Regions from separate parts of the Mus musculus genome. Here regions 1, 3 and 4 are each linked to region 2. Evidence: chromatin contacts called from public Hi-C, HiChIP or PLAC-seq and Micro-C data. All regions are on one chromosome and are shown on one strand. Each heading gives the region's core, a stretch centred on a gene start, on an enhancer-like site or on the middle of the called end of the contact. The rest is flanking DNA. Distances are from core to core; before and after follow the strand shown.

Evidence for each region. A called contact is a pair of places that touch in the nucleus more often than the background predicts. HiChIP or PLAC-seq counts read pairs in DNA pulled down with a chosen protein or histone mark.
Region 1: a contact with region 2 is called in a Micro-C map of embryonic stem cells, with 3 times the contacts expected there. The contact joins the promoter of Bend4 here to the promoter of Atp8a1 in region 2. A contact is called at or near these places in 4 of 39 promoter capture datasets (the HPC-7 cell line, embryonic stem cells, pre-B cells and 1 more), 3 of 484 Hi-C or Micro-C datasets (embryonic stem cells and nephron progenitors), 3 of 115 datasets of contacts at active chromatin or transcription factors (bone marrow-derived macrophages, embryonic stem cells and memory CD8 T cells) and 2 of 9 other capture datasets (embryonic tail and liver).
Region 3: a contact with region 2 is called in an H3K27ac HiChIP or PLAC-seq map of embryonic stem cells, with 5 read pairs. The contact joins the promoter of C330024D21Rik here to the promoter of Atp8a1 in region 2. A contact is called at or near these places in 3 of 39 promoter capture datasets (embryonic stem cells, hippocampal neurons and liver) and 1 of 115 datasets of contacts at active chromatin or transcription factors (embryonic stem cells).
Region 4: a contact with region 2 is called in a Hi-C map of the N1E-115 cell line, with 4 times the contacts expected there. The contact joins the enhancer-like site here to the promoter of Atp8a1 in region 2. A contact is called at or near these places in 5 of 39 promoter capture datasets (the C10 cell line, the HPC-7 cell line, embryonic stem cells and 2 more), 6 of 484 Hi-C or Micro-C datasets (the N1E-115 cell line, cortical neurons, muscle stem cells and 2 more) and 5 of 115 datasets of contacts at active chromatin or transcription factors (embryonic hindbrain, embryonic stem cells, forebrain and 1 more).

What each region holds. Positions count from the first base shown.
Region 1 is chr5:67,426,480-67,429,179 of GRCm38.p6, forward strand. Bend4 (BEN domain containing 4) reads right to left here and starts at 1,320. Exons shown (of 5, transcript NM_001164806.1): 1 at 587-1,320. The coding sequence starts at 1,100.
Region 2 is chr5:67,846,011-67,848,710 of GRCm38.p6, forward strand. It overlaps Atp8a1 (ATPase, aminophospholipid transporter (APLT), class I, type 8A, member 1), which reads right to left and starts at 1,421. Exons shown (of 37, transcript NM_001038999.2): 1 at 1,152-1,421. The coding sequence starts at 1,200.
Region 3 is chr5:67,462,582-67,465,281 of GRCm38.p6, forward strand. It overlaps C330024D21Rik (RIKEN cDNA C330024D21 gene), which reads left to right and starts at 1,317. Exons shown (of 8, transcript NR_110363.1): 1 at 1,317-1,437. RefSeq lists a cis regulatory region at 833-1,895.
Region 4 is chr5:67,540,606-67,543,305 of GRCm38.p6, forward strand. No RefSeq gene overlaps it. Among named protein-coding and RNA genes, the nearest start is that of Shisa3, 66 kb to the right of the region's middle. Within about 2 kb of position 1,401, at least 4 of the 459 cell types and tissues checked have an H3K27ac peak or open chromatin away from gene starts, as enhancers often do. A contact at or near this core is called in the N1E-115 cell line, where this site is marked.

The DNA of each region.
Region 1 (2,700 bases), core at 70-2,569, 420 kb before region 2:
GGGGACTGTGCGCCATGGACACCGGAGCGCACAGAGAACAAGAAACCCAGAGACCCCAGGAGGAGCCCAAGTGGTCCAGGTCTGCCCTACTGGGGCCGGGATCTTCAAAGGTCAGCTCCCCCCACTCCCCCAGGCAAAGAACCTCCGAGAAGGACAAGTAGACCTCGGGCGGGCGGGCAGGCGGGAAAGGGAAGTGTGGCGTGGGGGAAAAAGTGAAGTGGCCGGGAATAAAATGGGCGTCTCCTCGGAGTGGCCTCAGCCCGCTGTCCCGGGGCCTGTCCCCTCCCCAGCTCCCCGCCCAGGGCCTGCTCTCTTCACAGGCTCTCCCGCTGCCCTCCCGGGTGCTCGCCAGGAGCCCGCACCCCACAGCCACCTGTTAAGGCGCGCGCGCCGTCGGAAGCTCGGGTCACCGCGGCGCCCCGGAATCTTCCAGAAGTTACTACTGCCCGAGCGTAGCACGCTCCCGAGGCCCACGGGGACCACGGGGACAGCGCGCACAGCCTCTCCGGACCCCCCGATTCCCACGCCCTCCCCCCCTCCACGCCACCTTCGGAGCTCCGCAAAGTTGCGGCCCGGGAGTCTGTACCTGCACTGAGCTCCAGGCTGGCGCCGTCGCTACCCGCGCCGCTGCTGCAAGCGCCGGTCGCCGGGCCAGGGCCGTACCTGACGACGGCGGCGAAGGACGACGACGACGAGGCGGCGGGGGCCGCGAGCGGCGGAGGCGGCGGCGGCGGTGGCGCCGGAGTCCTGGGATGGCCCGGGGGCGCGGCGGGTGTGCAGGACGGCGACGACGACGAGGCGGCGGCGGCGGCGGGGGCCCGGCCTGACCCGGCCGGGTAGGACGGCTGCGTCGGGAACGGCGGCGGCTCGCTGCTGCTGATGGGCACGGCGGCGAGCGAGGCGAAGGGCGGCGGCGGCGGCGGCGGCGGCAGCGGGGACGGCCGCGCGGGCGACAGCTCGAGCAGAGAGGGTCTGTCGTAGCGCTTGGCCAGCGCCGGCCGCCGGCTGGGGAACGTCTTGAGGACGCTGTAGGGGCCGCGCTGCTTGTAGATGCGGGGCGCGCTGGGCCCCTCCTCCGCCGCCTGCATCTCGGGCTCCATGCCGAGTCTGAGGCCCTGCCCGCCCCGCGCGCGGCTCCGGAGGTGGCTCGGCCGCCCGGCCGCCTGCTCTACCCCGGCGCGCGCCGGCGGGAAGGCGTGTGTCTGCGCCGTGGCCGCCGCCGCCGCCGCTGCCTGTCGCCGAGCCTGGCATCTCCGAGCCCCCGCGCGGGGGGCTGCCGCCCAGCGCTGATTGACAGCCCGCCTCGCCAATGCCTGGAGGGAGAAAGGAGGTAAGGAGCAAGTGTTTAGGGTAATATCTGCTAATGATGATGGGGGCGGGGCGGGGCCTGGGCCCGGGCGGCCCGCGCGATCGGCGCTTCGGACAGGGTCGTGGGGGGAGGTGGGGAGGGGGAGCCCGTGGCCCGAGGGGACCCGGTGGGGGAACGGAACCTGGAGGGCGTCCCGGTGGGGACAGGTGGAAGAGGTGGCGTCCCGGCTCTCTCGGCTGTGGACGTGAGGCGGCAGCGGTTGTCCGCAGGGTCCGAGCTTTGGAAAGGAGTTCCCGGCGCCCTCCTGCGTGACCTCCCAACTCTCGGAGTGCACGAAGGGGGTGGTACCTAGAAGTTAGGGCGGGGTCGCCAGAGTGCAAGGGTGGGACAGCAAGTTCTTCTAGAAGGAAGCTACACCTCCCTCCCCCCGCCCCCCTCCCGAAAAAGAACATCTCGAAGGACTTGGCACAGGCCGCTGGGAGGTTTGTCCTGCCTTAGGGTCTTGCTGTCCCAGGTCTGGCGGCCGAACCAGAAAGCACTCAGGGCCTAGTGCTTCCATACTGTTTCGCTTGTTCTCCATAGGGAGCTGGGCGAGAGAGCACAGAGGCGCCATCATTTCTTTCCATTCTACAGATTTGAAAACTGAGGCTCTGAAAGACCAGATTTGAAAACTGAGGCTCTGAAAGACTAAAGGGAAATATGCAAATTCACGCAGAGGAGTTTGTGAGTGAATTGCACGGTTACATATAGGTCTTCAGAATGTAAAATAGCTGGTAGACAGTGCAATTCAAGGGAACAAAATGATCCCACGGTTCCCTTTGGGATGGTGACTGCTTTGAACATTATTATATTATCTATGCATATACGTTGCAAGACCAAAGTGGCCTGGGATCACCCTTTCCTTGCGTTGCTCATACTACCCGGCACCACCGGGCTAAGGATTCAGTGATGAAGATCTCAGTAATTTGCCGAAGCTGCCCCGTAAGGTTCTTCAAACACAAGGAAGGGTTCCGGCCTCTGCCAGTCACTCCTTCCTGTCTCAAAGGGAGCATCCTCTAGTTAGGCCTACCCCAATCCCTGCATCCCCTCTTCCCAAGCTTGGGTTTCAACCTCGTTCATCATTATCCAGGTCCTTGATGAATGAAGCTCATCTCTCCAATCTGGAGTTGCTTTTTTATTCAGAGCTATCCTTCAGTCTTGGGAAAGTGACCCATTTTCTCCTGGGGGCCAGGACTTTGGCCTCTCATTTTCCAGATCTCTCCCATTGGAAGAGTTCCTCTCCCTTGCTGTTTCCAGAGTCTCTGCTCACCCACTCTGGACTGTCTTCCTCTCCTCAGCAAGCTCCTCTGATAGTGCTGTGCCCCTCCCCCATTTATTAGAGATGAAATAAA
Region 2 (2,700 bases), core at 171-2,670:
TTACAGCTCTTACTACTCCCGCCCCCAGAAATCCTATTCTCCTTGCTTCTACTCCACCTCCACCACCCCGTTATCATCTATCTCACGGTCAAGATGGGGGCAGGGATGAGAATCAGTGACGGTAACAAGATAGATTATTTCTCAAAATAGTGCCATTCCACAACGTTGAAGGGCAGAGTTACTGGAATGGAAAAACAGACAAACAAAAGAAAGAAAATAAAAGTATACCGTTTCCTTTTTGTCCTAGTAAAACCAAGAGGTGTTTATTGAAAGCCTGCCACACGCCAGACAGGAGGAGAAGGGCTCCTCAATCAGGGTGCACAGCACCATCTCAGTCTTTGCCAAAGCGTCCTAGCCCATAACCTAGGGCATCTGTTGCACACTTCCTACAAGTGGAACCACTCAACAGCTGGCCCTGGGTGGAGCAACAAAAGCAGCATGCACCTTACTCAAGTCAGTTCAGTCGGCCGAAGTGCAGGCTTCAAGCAAAAATGAAAAACAAAAATGAAACCTCAAACTAGAGCCCGGTGAGCCACAGGGGGCAGAAGTGCAGAGACTGGAACGCAGCCTGGTATCCACTGAGCACCCAAACCCAATTAAGGCTCTTCCAGCCTAGAGATGCTGGGAACAGTGGATCAAAGAATCTGCGACGCCTGGGAATGGCAAACCCGCTCTTCGGGAAGCTGTGATGTGGGGGCAACACAATGGTGGGCGCTGGAGATAGTAGGTTGGAGGGATCTATTCATGGGCACGGGTAAACTCACTGGGAACAGGCAGATTGCAAAGATTGTGCGCTGTTGGCGAAGGAGGAGAGCCGGGCGAGTGCTCTGGGAGACAAGGACTGAACAGTCGCGTTGCGGTGTAAAGGAAACCTTGGGGCTCCCGCCAGCGCATAAATTCCGAGGTTTTGGATCCTGGAAAGCATTTGCTAGTGCGCTGAAGGCAGAGCTGGCGGAAGGGTTCACTGGCGATCAGGGGCGACAACCAGACTACTGGGAAAAGGAGGAGGGGGTGTAGATGGGATGAGGTGTCTCTTCCCGGCCACACACACACACACACACACACACACACACTCACGTCAGACCCCAGGCTGCTAGCACCTGCCCCCACGCACTCTGGGCGCACAGCCTCCTGCTGCGGCGGTCACTCACCTTCCGCGCGCGAGCGGATCTCCGACACTGTCCTCCGCATGGTCGGCATCTCGACAGCCCCTGCAGGTGGGTCTCGGGCGGGGACCCTGCACCTGTCACGGCGCCGCGCGGGCGGGAGAGCTGGCTGCGCCGCGCAGAGGGCTCAGCTGCCGCGGGGCCGCGCCTCCCACCCAGGGCAGCGTCGCCGCCAGGAGCCGCCTGGGCACTGGACGGGAGGGGGAAGGCGGCGAAGGAGCTGCGTCCGCAGAGCCGCCTAGGTCTCCCCGCAGTGGCAGAGGAGCGGGCTCGAGGGGCGGAGCCGGGGACGGCGCCGGGGGCGGGGTCTGCGGGGCGCGCGCTCACTCGCTGGCCTCCTGGAGTGGGGCGGGGACAGGGCCGCCGAGCCTCCAGGTCCCGCCCAGTTCGGACCGTACCATCCGCGGGGAGGGGACTTCGATCTAGCATTCTCGGCTTCTCGGCCCACCTCGGCCCTCCTTGAGGCCAGTACAAGTGTCCCAAGCCTTAATAAAAGAGGAAGAGCTTCTTTAGCTCTGAAAGCTCTGGCATCCCCTACAGCCACCTTCTGGCTCTACAATGCGATAGAACCGACCGTCCTCAGCGCCAGGGTGTTGGGTTCGGTGTGGGCAGCTTGAGTCTAAGCCTCTGAGACTCTGTGGGTGACGTCTCTGCTGATGTGGGGGGACCCTGCATTCGCCCTCTGAGTGGAATCCTAGCCTATCTCAACACCCAGCCTGACTCCTGGCCTGAGATGAACGTGAACCCTCTGTAGTAGCAGGCTGTGAGACCTGAAGCCACTGGAACGGTTCCTCTTGTCGTTTTAAGGCTTCCAGCCACACAACCTGCGTGGGTGTGTGAGCCCGTACTTCCCACCAGTTCGTCCTCTGCAACCTGTTAAGGCTCTGAAACTGCAACCAAACCAACTGTTGACCACGTGGTTAACCAAGCAAAAATTATGCTGTTTGTGGTTTCTGCTCCAGAAAGTTCGATGCAGTAGTTTATCCTCAAAGCCTAGTGGGGCGTCGGTATAAAATCCATAAAGATGTTAATTACAAGTCGTTATGTCCTAGAGACCAGCACGACCTCAGTGCCTTTTATTTTGTGTAGTAAAATCCAATCTAACAAGTCGAAACAAATGCAGTATTTTTAATTTGTTCCCGATTTCAGCCTCGAGATAGGATGAGGGGAGCTTTGTGTCTAGCAAGCTCCTGAGCAGGGTAAGAAAGGAATAAAGGTAAAAGGTACTGGCTTCGTGTACTGTTCTTCTGGGCACCTAGCGGAAAGAGCCTGTAGCAAGGCTTTTTATTAGTATTCCTTTGAGATCCAGAAAGGAGAGATGGGTAGAGGGTGAACGAGAGAGAGAGAGAGAGAGAGAGAGAGAGAGAGAGAGAGAGAGAGAGAGAGATATGACTGCAACTCGAGCATAAGGAAAAAGACAAATAAATAAAATCCGCTAATAGCATCTTCTCTCCATTCGTGATAGTTCCTCTACTTCCCGGAAGATCTCATTCACTAATCAGAGTTCTACCTCACTCACTCACATTAATACCCA
Region 3 (2,700 bases), core at 67-2,566, 380 kb before region 2:
TTCACTTGCTCCATGAAGCCTCCCACCTCCCACCACTTCTGCCAACTTGGACCTTAGCGAAAAAAATAAACCTTTCTCTTTCTATCCCCAGCTTCCCAGCCTTCCTCCCTCCCCTCTTCTACATCATCCTGTCCCCTGTTACCTAAGCTTCACCCTTCCCTACCTGTCACCCCTCAAACACCTCCTGTTAGCCAATCTTTTTTTAGCAGTTGCTCCAATGTCTGTCTTCATTGTCAAACCTCTAAAAGGACCCTGATCTTTCCCCAACAGCAGTCATCACTTTTTTTAACATAAAGAAGAAAAGAATTTTCTTTTCTTCTTTTTAAAGATTTATTTATTTATTTTATGTATTTGAATGCTCTGTCTGTATGTACACCTGTGCCCCAAAGAGGGCATCAGGTCCCATCACAGATGGCTGTAAGCCACTAGATCCTGGAATGGAACTCAGGAGTTCTGAAAAAGCAGCCAGCGCTCTTAACCGGGGAGCCGTCTCTCCAGCCTCTAATCTTACTTTTCTACTCATGTGAATTCATTTCTCACAGCCAAAGAAACAGAACCTCTTTTGGTAACTTTAAACAGGAAAGGAATTGATCAGAAGGCTGTCCCACTAAAAGTGGGCACCACTACCACCTGGCTAAAGTTTTTAATACTTTATATTTGACATCTTAATATCTTGAGTGTTATGTGCTGAAGAATTTGGTTTTGTTTTCTAATTAACCAAGAGCTAACTTTTAAAAAGACCATTTGTTTATTTAGAGAGAGCTTGACTTATTTAGAGTGAGCATACCATGGTGCCAGTATTGATGTCAGAGAACAAGTTGTGAGAGTTGAATCTCTCCCTCCAATGTGTGGGTCCTAGGGATCGAACTAAGGTCTTCAGGCTTGATGGCAAGACCCTTACCTGCTGAGCCATCTCGTCCATCCTAGTTGACCAATTTCTGAACATTTTTTCACCTTTTGAAATAATCTTTATTTCCTCTTTTTGTGATTCTCAGCTCAAACTACATGAAAATTTCAATCAATTTGAAAAAAAGAAAAAAAAAAGAAGAAGAAGAAGAAAAAGGCTGTTCCATAACTCAGAGGGGGCAAGGGCTGGGATTCTTGCCCCATGGCAGGAGCTGAGAGCAAGGTAGCTTGAAAGACAAATGTCTTCCTTAGCCTTGACCTTTGGGGGCTGTAAGTGCTACTGTTTGCTGAAGGTTTAGAGGGCATGGCTTTCCCGGAGGAATTACGTAGCTGGGGGAGGGACTTTAAAGAGTGACACTACTAGTTTGCTCTTCACTATTTGTACTCGCGATTCCGGAATGTGACTTCTCAGCTTCCTTTTCCGGTTGCCATCCTTGCCATCCGCTGTCATGCCTCTCCACCGCCACGCTTCCCCATCATTATGGAGATGGACTTGTCCTGGAACCATAAGCCAAATAAAGCCTTCCTTCTGTAAGTTTCCTTGGGAAGCTGAGCTCAGGTGCTCCGTCAGCAGGTCTGGCGAAGCCACAGCCCCGGGGGCCGGGCCCTGCCCGCTGGCGCTCCCTCCACTCACGACCTTGCCTTGTCCCCCTGATCCTCCATTCTTTAATGTCTTTTCTGGGGCTTCTTCAGCCTCTTCCCTTGTGTTGGATGGAGCTGATGCAGAGGCCATGGAGAGGTGTTGCCTCAGCCTGTTTTCCTATAGAACCCAGAACCACCTATGCAGGGGTGACCCCACTCACAATTTGCTGGGTCCTTCTACATCAATCACCAATGAGGAAAGTGCCGTACAGGCTTGCCTACAGTTTGATCTTCTAGAGGCATTGCCTCAAAGGCTCCCCCTTCTCCAGTGACTCTAACCTGTGTACAGTTGACATAAAACTAGCCAGCCTAGTATTACATCCAGCTAGTTGTACATGCGAAGCCTTAAAACATATATGTTGGAGGCATCTCAAGGTTGGTGTTATACTAAAGCAGTGGTCCTTTATCTGTGGGTCAAGATCCTTTGGGAGTTCAATAACCTTTTCACAGGGGTCGCCTAAGACACAAATATTTACATTACATTTCATAACAGTAGCAACATTAAGGCTATAAAGTAGAAATGAAATCATTTTATGATGCAGGGGGGGATCACCACAGTAAAAGGAACTATATTAAAGTGTTGCAGATTTAGGAAGGTTGAGAAGCAGTGTACTAGAGGGTATGATACTGCCATTGGAGGTTATGAAATCATCTCATAGTATCCTCCTATTTCCACAGCGAAATGCACCATGGGGTTGAGTTCAATTAGCAGTCTTGCCCAAGCTCAGGTTTTCCTACCAAATGCGTTAGGGAAACTTGGCTTACAGAGCTCTCTGGGTTTCAGAATTAGGGATTAAGGATCATAAACCTTACCTTATGATGACGTTCTCAGGATACCTCCACACAAGTTAGGGAGTACAAGTGATGGGTACAGTTGTTTAGACATAATTGGTAAAGAGCTCTTTTAGGCAAAACACAGATAGCGTTATCAGTTGCTTCAAGGGACCTCCTGTGGGTTTTGGAGAGTTGAGCCATGATGTCAGGGTGGAGGACATTCAGCTGTGTCATTTGTCACAGCAGAGGATGTGCCCCTCTTGTCACACTAAGTCTCACTCAGGTTATATCCAGGCTTCTAGACTGAGACACCCAGACAGTGTCCTGGAAGGAATCCAGGGGCCATAGACTCCTTGGGAGATGGGAAAGCTATTATTG
Region 4 (2,700 bases), core at 151-2,650, 310 kb before region 2:
AATGCTCACAGCGTTCAGATCCCAGAGCCTTCCACGTCCACAATCTGTTTTTAGATGACGAATGCTCAGCCACGCGTTTTAACATTTAATTGTAGCATCAATTCCTGCAAAGGTCTGGTGCCACTGTCTAACAAACTGTTTCAAGACTGGAGGCTTAGAACAATAATTACGTGTCATTGCTCACATCCGACCGAGGAGCTGGTGGATGTGTGGCAGGATGCAGTGGTCGTGACCGTGATGTCTAGTACAGGCCTTTGGGCTTGGTAGTGTGACCCCTCCAAGGGGTTCACATCCTCCTCATCTGGTGAGCCATCTAGGGCATATTCTTCTCATGACTCCAGTAAAGGTGCAAGCTAGGAGGTGGACCTAGCTGTAGCATCTTCCATCCTAGGCTCTGAACTGGCCTCCTTCTGCTTCTCCCTATATGCTGCTAGGCAAGGCAAGTCACATGGCTAGTCCTGAGGCCGGGGTGAGTGTGATGGAGCCATGTGTTATGACTTGCATATGAAATGTCCTCAGAGGCTCACATTTTGAGGGCTTGGTGCTGTTTCTGGGAGACATTGGGAGGGTGAGGCCTAGTTGGAGAAACTACGTCACTGGGGGGTGTCTCTGAATGTTGTCTTAGGTCCTCAATCCTCTTCTTTCTCTGTCTCCTGCTTGTCAAGAAGGAAAGGGCATGTCCCATGTTCCTGCTGCCCTGATGTGACAGGGACTGAACTCTCTAAAACTGTGAACCTAGATAAATAACCTTCCCATAGGGTGTCTGTGTCACAGCACTGCAAAATATGACTGGTCACCACAACAAAGACATGGGTGCAGGGAGGGATATCAGTTGGGGAATCAACTGGGAATACTGCTTCACCTATAAATAGAAACCTCTCCTATGCACCACCATAACGTTAACAACCCAAAACTGAGCCAAACTGAACCATATCTTCCCAGACCATTGTCTTACGACGTTGTGTTTTTGTTCCTTGAGATCACTAATGAGGACAAGAGCAGAAATATCATCATTGTACATTCAGAGCCGACCTGGTAAATAAAGGAAGCAGATAGCTTGCCAACGTGGGTCTGTAGAGACCTAGAATTGAGTGTTGATTTGATACCGTGACTGGCCGTTTTCAGTGTTATGTCTCTGTAAGAAAAGTAAAAGCTTACCTTTTGTTTTTGGATTTCTTGATAGCGAAGCATCGCTCCCCCATTTGCAAGATATCATAAGTCAAAAAAAATTTTTTTTAAAAAAGCAATAAAGGAAAACTAATGGAGCCAAAGGGAGATTGCTGAGGGAAGAGCCGGTGAGATGCTGGTGGGGTAGATTCTCTGGCTACTCTATTCATCACAAACTCCTCCTTTAGAGGGGATGAGTGAGGGAGTTTTAAGTGGCTGTCCCCAGAGCACCCAGCCTGTCACTATACTGCAGAATGAGAGCCAAGCCTCAGCTGGGGGGAGGTAGTGGGATAGGCCAGCCGCCTGGTGCAATCTTGTTGGCTGGCTGTGTGACAACCCTGGTGAACCCCATGGGACGGACTGAACCCACTTGCACCTCCCTTCTGTTTGTGCTCAGTCTGGCTGCTGATAACAGAGGCCATCTCTCTCTCTCTCTCTCTCTCTCTCTCTCTCTCTCTCTCTCTCTCTCATTCAGAGCCTGCTTCTCTGTTCCACTGTCTCGGGACTGCACTTGATTTTAGGATTCTTAAAAATTGGATGGCTCCCTCAATCTGGAAATTCATGGTTTGTAGTCCCAACTTCATCTTCCTCTTCCCTCCTGCACCCTACCCTCCCATCCAGACCCTCCCCTCCTACCCACACCCTCCCCTCCCATCCAGACCCTCCCCTCCTACCCACACCCTCCCCTCCCATCCAGACCCTCCCCTCCTACCCACACCCTCCCCTCCCACACACACCCTCTCCTTCCCTCCTGCACCCTCCCATTTTCTCCTGAACTCTTCCCTTCTCGGCCCACACTCCTCTTTTCCCCTTTTTCTTTCTCTTTCCTTTCAATGGACTAATTGTTCATGTTACTGTATTTACATGTGCAAGTCTTAACCCAAAGGTGATGGTATTTGCAGGTGGGTCTTTGGGGTCTGATTAATTCATGATTATGAAAGGAAGAAGATAACCCTAACCCTAACTCCAACCCTGTCCCTTCTGCCATGTTGATTATGCAGGAAGAAGAGGAAGAGGAGGGGGAGGAGGAGGAGGAGAAGGAAGAAGAGGAGGAAGAAGAAGAGGAGAAGAAAAGAAGGAGAAAGAAGAAGGAGAAGCGAGTTCTTGTCAGAATCAACTGGCAACTTCGATTTTGGACATTTCAGCATCTAAGACTATGAGACGTAAATATTGGCTGTTTAGAGGCCGTCCGACTTCTGAGTTCCCGTTTTAAAGACTTGAATGACTGAAGACAAGCTTTTGCAGGTGCCATACTTTTTCTGATATGGTGGTCTGTTATCCCCTGAAACTCCGAAGGGGAAAAGGCCATTCCTTTTTGTTTCTATAGAATATTTTGTCTCAGCGATGAGAAAGGCAACGAGTAGCTGCATTAACATATATCTCTCAGAGCTGTCTTCATTTTTTAAACGAAGCAGTCCAGGGTGTTAAAATGTCATCTGTCTCCAACCTTAGAGACAATGGCTTCATCTGGCAATAAGCAGCCACAATCTCTGCCTCCCAGGGTTTAGAGCAGAAAAGCATGAGTGCCCACCA